Regions from separate parts of the Mus musculus genome. Here region 1 is linked to region 2. A link is a contact called in public promoter capture Hi-C data. All regions are on one chromosome and are shown on one strand. The core of a region is the stretch at or near the end of the contact, and the rest is flanking DNA. Distances in the headings are between cores, read along the strand shown. Region 1 has its middle 17 kb from the start of Slc23a4. Region 2 holds the start of Cald1 (caldesmon 1).

What was found. Promoter capture Hi-C pulls out the DNA fragments that hold promoters and counts their contacts.
Region 1: a contact with region 2 is called in a promoter capture Hi-C map of cranial neural crest. The contact joins the enhancer-like site here to the promoter of Cald1 in region 2. A contact is called at or near these places in 7 of 39 promoter capture datasets (the 3T3-L1 cell line, 3T3-L1-derived adipocytes, the HPC-7 cell line and 3 more).

What each region holds. Positions count from the first base shown.
Region 1 is chr6:34,993,413-34,997,216 of GRCm38.p6, reverse strand. No RefSeq gene overlaps it. Among named protein-coding and RNA genes, the nearest start is that of Slc23a4, 17 kb to the right of the region's middle. Within about 2 kb of position 1,761, at least 85 of the 459 cell types and tissues checked have an H3K27ac peak or open chromatin away from gene starts, as enhancers often do.
Region 2 is chr6:34,596,608-34,600,311 of GRCm38.p6, reverse strand. Cald1 (caldesmon 1) reads right to left here and starts at 1,808. Exons shown (of 14, transcript NM_001347100.1): 1 at 1,647-1,808.

The DNA.
Region 1 (3,804 bases), core at 512-3,011, 400 kb before region 2:
TATGTTTTAGTACATTTCAGAAGTTTTCAGAAATTCTGTCCTAATCCCAAGCCAAATTTCAGTTAACTTTTTTTTGATGAAACTCAGTGTCTCAAGCAGCAAAATTTAAATATTTTAATTTATTTATGTGGGTGTATATGTGTGTGTGCTCATAGGAGCCCACACGCCACACCCCATAAGAGGAGGCCAGAACAGCATGCAAGAGTCAATTCTCACTTTCCACTGTGTGGAGCCTGCTTGGGGATTGAACTCAGGGTGTCAGGTGTGGGGACACCTGCCTTTATGCACTGAGCCATCTTGCCAGGCCTCTCAAGTAGCAACTTTTAAAATCAAACACTCTAACACAATACAATCCAAAGGTCTGGGAACCTGATGCTTGTGTGCTGAGGAGCAATGGTAGGGAAATGCTAATGTCCTTTCCATAGTTAAGCTACTGTGTTTCTGTAAGAGCAGAGAACCCTGTGTGTGCAGTAAACAGCCTTCACTTTTTGAATCTCAGCCAGGCACTTCAGTCAGCATTCAGTGGCTGGCATGATGGCATCAGTGCAAAGTGACATGTTCTACTCTTGGAGCCAAGGGCGATGAACACCAATGGAAATTCCTCTGATTCACAACGATTTTAATTTTGAATTCATTTTTGGGTCCTTTTACTATTGGCAAGTTCATCAGCACCCTCCCATCCAGGTCCACGACTTGAGGCTGCAACCCAGTTCAAGAGCGAGAACTCTAGCCCTCATCTCAGCCGAGAGCGTGCAGTGGTCCTCGCACTTCCTTGATTAATGTCTTTCTCTCCCGCCAGATGGTGAATTCCATGAGGGCAGGGATGTGTGTCGGGTTTGCTGACTTTGGTACACTCACCACCTGGCACGATGCTCAAAACACCACACAGTAGCTGAGCGCTGTAGGATGTGCTGTGTGGTTGATGGGTGGATGGCTGGGAGGGAGGAGGAAGGGGGAAGAGGAAGAAAGAATCATTTAGGTACTTGTCATGCGTGTGGTGTATGTTCACGTGTGTGTGCACTTGTGTCTGGGTGTGAATGTATATGGGTGCGTGCACGTGGAGGCCACAGGTCTGTGTCTGCTTTCTCCAGTGACTCTCCTCTTCAGTCACCGAGGCAGGGTCTTTCACTTGCACCCCAAGCTTGCTGATTTGGCTGTTATAGCTAGCCAACTTGCCTCTCTCCCCATCCCAACTGCTGGGGTTATGGGTGGCTTTCAAGTTCATCCAGAATTTTCATAGGTGCCGGGATCCAAATTCTGATCCTCGCTCCCACCTGCATGGCCAGTGCTCTCACGGAGCCATCTCCTTGTCCCAGGATATTCATTTTAAACAACACTCTCATTTAGATCTCTCTCACCTGCTCATATGGTACTACAGATTGAAGACAATGTTATTTCTCTCCTATCCAGTCCTCAGTAGACTGGGCAGGGGATCCTTTGATAAAGGCCAGGACATATGCCTTGGCTGGGGAACATTCTGTGCTGAGACAGAAAAGTTCCGTGCCAGGCTCCCGGCCCCCAAACCTCCAGCCCTTTCAGTCCAGAGAGCATCCTGGAATGTCAGCACCACAGACAGAGCCCAACCCTCAGTTCTGGAAGGTGGGGTGTGTTCAGGATTCTGGCCAGGCCGGTAGGCTGGCTTATTTCGCCTCTAGGTGGAAGGGCGCTGTTTTTTATTTGTCCGCTGGGTGGCACTGTGGCCTTGTTCTCTATTTCCTGACGCTCTGACCGGTGATAGGTCAGAAGTTTTGTCTCCCCCTATTCGCTCAGCCCCAAACTTGAGAAAGAAAGACTTGGATCAGTCTAGACAATACAGTCATGGGTTGCAGTCTCTGTGTGCCGCAGGGCAGGCAGTAACCCTGTTCGATTTCAGCAGCGCGGTGCGAGTGGAGTGCTTGCTGAAGGATCACACTGCCTGCAGTGCAGTCCCACAAGCCGGACACCTCAGCTCCCATATTGTTTCTGCAGATACCCAAGCTGAGCAGTCAGATGGTAGGAACACTTGTGACGCTCAGTTTCCCTGCCTCCTCCTAGGTCCCTGTACCCAAAAGGCCCAGCACTGACCGTGGGAGTCCATTGTGTCCAGAACAAACAACCTGAAACGCTGCTTCATAGCATCTTCTCCTGGTGCTAGCATGTGGTCCAGAAGATAGAGACAGCCAGGATGTTGGCAGAAGGCTCTGGGTGCTCTGGGGTGAGCATTTATGGAGGGCTCGGGAGTTACTGGGAAATAGACTTCATGAGAAGTCAAGAGGCAACAGCTCCTGTGAAAGCCATGGGTCGCAGCGTGTTCATTGTGGGTGTGGTCACCATTGGTGACTCCACGTGTCAGCACTGTCTTCCTGGAGACAAGCCAGTACTGGGCTGCCTGTTAGCCGGCACCTCTCTCAGCCCCCAAAAGGAAGCCATGGAGCCCAGTGGTCTGCTACTCAAGGAGCTGAAAGGAGGCAGGCTGGGTTCTTCAGCTCAGGGTCACTACCAACTCAAGAAGCAGTGTCCAAAAGAGGGTAACCTTCCCATACTGCAGGACCCATACCGAGCAGGACGCTCAGCGAGCTTCTACTGCACAACACCCAAGCAGGCTCACTGACCCTGAGGTATGAAAGAGGGACAGGAACCCCGATGGGGACATGCAGTGAAAAGGGAGCCCTAGACTCCCGGGAATTCTCCAGCACAGCTCACATGTGCTGTAACGCTGCGACACTGAGACAATGCTGCTTTTATATAGAAATGCTTTCAAATGAGAAGGTTAAAATAGCAAGAAATCAGGGTTAAGGTCTGAGTGGATGTCTCCTGGTATAGTGCATACATGACCTTAGTCCCTCCCAGGCGTGATCCGGAACCTCGCACACAGGACCGGTAGCTTCCTATGAGCTAGACTTTTATGGTAATCCTGTCAGGTGCTCTAGAAAACTTTTAGAGAGATTCTCCACTTACCATCTATGCCTATGCACAATTGAGAGAGAGAGAGAGAGAGAGAGAGAGAGAGAGAGAGAGAGAGAGAATCATGCATTATGGGAAAGGACACACTTTCGAAAGTAAACGTATTAGCAAGCTACCCATCTATCAATCCACCAATCAAAATAGAGAACTGTGTTATATCCCTTAGCAACCAAGCTCCTCTTCCTCCTCCTCTTCCTTCTCTTGAGTCCCATACAAGGAAGCCCTGACAGTAATCAGGGCCCTGAGTGTGCCCTGTCCTATAGCCAGCTGTTAATCTCCACAGCGTGTCCCTATTTGATCTCTGCTATCAATTTGCTCTAAATAAAATTATTTCGCTGCTTTGGCAAATTTGTATGACTCTTATTTTCAGTTCTTTGGATTAAGAGGCCAAAAACCTGGAAACATCCATACCAAACTCTGACTGCCAACAACAGAACCAGCTTTTGAATTGTGATGAGAACCGCAGTTTGGGGGACACAGTGTCTCTGGGAACTCTAACCCCATGCTACCCTCTATCTTTCATTTCCAAACTTCTATTATATTACACAAGAGAATGCAAAGTTCTCCTATGCATTTGAACTGACTTAGGGGGCTGGAGATGTAGTTAAGTTGAAAGGGTGCTTTCTTAGCATATGTGAAGCTTCAATTTCCACTACTGTGTGAACAGGGTATGATTGTACATGCCTGTAATCCCAGCACTGGGCAAGCAGAGGCAAGAGGGTAAGGGTCCATGGTCAGTCTTGGCTATCTAATGAGTGAGACTATCCTGGGCCACAAAAGACCAGCCTCAAAATAAAAATAAAGGGCACATTATAGCTGTCTCCTGAGAGGCACTGCCAGTGCCCGACATATACAGAAGTG
Region 2 (3,704 bases), core at 559-3,058:
GTGGGGAGCATGTGAGGGGGATGGGAGAAACTGGTCATAGAGAAAATGAACTTTCAGCCACTCCAGGATGTTGGCTTCAAAGTGGAATTTATCCTCAAATCCAAGATTATAGATTTCCTTCCAAACTGCATTCCCTTCGTGGTTTAGAGAATACTTGAGAAAGAAATTGCTTTCCATGTTTTCATTGACATTAACCCCACCACCACCACCACCCCCCCGTACAAAGTTTGGAACTTGATGTCTTTGGAGGAGGGACAGTAGTCGAGCAGAGCAAACGATTGCCTGCAGCCTTCCCCTCACACTTACACACTTCCTCAGAGACATTCCAGGGAAAGAAACTCACAGGGCAGTCTGTTCTCACGTGTCACTTCTCAAGAAATCCCCACCCTTCTAAACACAAGGATTCCTTAGCAAGTCCCAACCTCAAGGCATCGCAGTCTATGGCAAACATAAATGGAAGCAGCCACCTGGGAACGCTAGAGCTTACTATGAGTATTATTATTTAACTGCTCAGACTTACTCTTCTTCTGCAGGGCACCTTGTCTTCAGTAAGTTCTAGTTCTCGTGTCTGGTTTTGCCTAACACTAAGGGACTGTGCTGCTTCCATTTACAGCCCCACGCGCAGAGCCTCGTTGCCAGCAGGGATCTGGGAATACCAAGCTCTTTGCTCTCTGTTTCTGACCATGGATTGCCATGGCACTGAAATTCCCCCACCCTTTACAATCGGCTCTTTCTAAAAGGAATTACCGACTACTACCAACTTGCGCTACTGACTGAGATGCCCAAATACGTCTGTTTGGAAATAAGAGCTCCTTTCCTTCCTTTCTGGAACGTTCCTCCAGCTCCTATCTTTTCAGACCCTCGGGGGGCATACTTTCCAACAGAAATGAAGATTTCTCAAGAAATATTTTGGTAGGCAGTTACCCATGATTTCTACACACACGCCCACTCATGCACACATTCTCTTGCTGCTCCGGTTTATAGAAAACAAACAGGGCAGGCATCTTCTATTTCAGCAAATAACAGATGAGCGGCACTCGCTGAGTTGGTGCTAGTGGTAGAACTCTGACCTTATTTCTTTACATCTCTGAAATCCCACTTCTAAAATCCTGGTAGCAGAGTAAGAGGAACCCATTACTTAGCTTAAAATTAGCTTAAAACAAAAACCCAAACCCACAACAAAACAAAACAAACATTCTTTGTCTTAACAACGTAAAAAGCCGTTGATGTTATTTTTTTAATTAAAACCTGAATCCTCTTTAAATGTCTGCTGACCAAAGATGGGAAAGAAACTGCTAAAGGGACAGAATCCTCTCACAGCTGCTGGCCTGAGGATTCCGGGTACAGACCACATCCCCCTTGGAACAAAAGCGCATCCTGGGCAAACGCGCTGGTGCTCCCTGATCCTGTCACCAGGAGATGACACCGTTTGTGCCATCTCTATAAACAAAACTTGAAGTTTCATCACATTGACCTTCTGGGAACAGGTCAGGAAGTCCAGGCGCTGGCTTTGAGAATTTACGTGGTCTGTTGCCTGCCTTGAAAGATTTTGCATATCCAGCAGCCTTAGCCAGGAATGTTGCCTGAAACCTGTAGAGCAGCCCCAGCTTCCCTGAAGGCGGAGAAAGAAAGACTTTGTCTCTTACCTCTAGGGCAGCAACTTCTTCCCAAGGAGGGATGTCCTGCTGTCTGAAAGCAGGGATTCCTTTAAGCAACCCAGCAAGAGAGCAAGCAGGCAGGCAGGCAGGCAGGCAGCCTAATGCACACTGCTCTATTCAATAAAACTGCAGACCGCCCTTCCTTGGCCCCTCCCAGAAGTCCATGCTAAGTGAACACATACCCCCTATGTTTACAGTCAGCAGGCGGTGGTATGCATTGTCCTGTAGTTTTTCTAATAGGCAGCCAATGACGACACCCTAGCCAAGGTGATGCTGTCTGCCCGTGCAGATGCCTGTCATTCCCTAGGCATGCTCAGGATATCACTCATCAGAAAAACCAAGTCCTAAAAAGCTTGAAACCGTGAGCAGGCTGCCAAAACCAGCCGGCTCCATGCCCTTTTTTGGTTATCCTAAGCAGGGCCTCCTGGAAGCAGATCCATTGTCAGGAACAATCATAAGAAACGTTAATCTTGGAGAAAGAGGCTGTCTTGTAGAACACAAATAGAGCTTTAAAAAGAAAGTACAGTCCACGAGACAATAAGTGGACAGTTAGACACACTTACAGGGGTGAGGCTGGGGGTGGGAGGAGACATTTTAGTCGAAGAAGCCGTAATAGTGTATTTCTTTGCAAAGCAGTTTCATTATAAAAATAAATTTACATTATTATACGAGTTAAAAATCTGAAGTGGATAAGAAGCAGGGCGGCTGGCTGCACAGGCTAAGTTCTAGCCTAGAATATGTCTATGTGTGTTATGGGAACAACTGACAAAAAGTATAAATAAAATGTATCAGTCTTTTTAGTACATAATGTTGGCCAGGAAAAAAAAAAAAGGTGAGGCCAGAAGCTAGCAGATAGAGTCCTAGGCTTAAGAGAGAGCTTTATTGGCATTTCCTACCAACACCCATCTTCCTTTCTTTCTTCTGTCTTGGCAACAAGGAGATTGTACTAGAAATGTGTAAAAACAAATGTGCAGAGAAGGACATAGAGAGATCCAGGACCTGCTTTGGGGCAGGTATAGATAGACACATATGCTCTCACAGGTGACACAGATGTCCTAGAACATTCTAGAAAGCCAGTGATAGGGGAGCCCTGAAAGATGCTGAGTTACAATGCAGGTCACTGGCCCACACATGCATCCAATTGTGGTCTTGTAGTCTTTGGAACTCATTCAGTCGGTACTTAGCTTTTAAAAAAAATGGAATACTTACTGTTTGTCAGACCTGGGGCTTAGCACGAAATCCATGTTTCATTACTGATACTGTCTCATCACCGACCAAGAAGTTTTAAATATTTCCCCTGGCTAATTACAAGTCCAGAAGCTTAATCAACACATGCAGTCTGACTGAAAAAGCCTTTCTCTATTAATGATGATCTGACAAAGAAGCTGTCTCTATTCAGGAAACAGCCCCCGCCCTTTGTGCTTCCTTGAGAATGCTTGGGAAGCAGTCGGTCCACATGGGTGAGTTTCTTCTCCAGCCCCCAGTTATTAACCAGTCACCCAGAAGTGTCTACATGGACCCCCTACACTTCTTAGGGAGGTAACTTACCTCCTCTGTGTTTCTTGCTTTCTTCTACTAAACAGCTCTAAAAAAAAGTTACAGCAAAGACTACAGGGTCCAGGGAGAGTTGGACTTAAAGCATCCTTGAACCAGAACTGAGAGAGTACTTTCCCAGACACACAAGATAAATAACTTGTTGGTGGGAACCACACTGTTAATGTTGCATTTCAAGTTCACTGTAGCTCAACCAGGTGAGCACAGCCATGTTCAAAATTGTTCTTTTGGGAAACCTCTTTCTGATCCCAGATAAATGATTTGAAAATAAACTTTTTGGATCATAGCCAGTTTGGCAGCTGGGGAAACCCTGTATCTGGCTGGACAGGTTGAAAGACAGAGTCAAGCTTCTTAGTCTGGCAAAAGACTGAACTTGAAGACAATAGCAGACAGACATGAGTTTCTGCAAACATCTCAATCATATCGATACGACCTCTGCCCAGGGATTTTTCTGGGTGCATGAACTCAAGGCTGGATTAGGGAGGGCTGTGT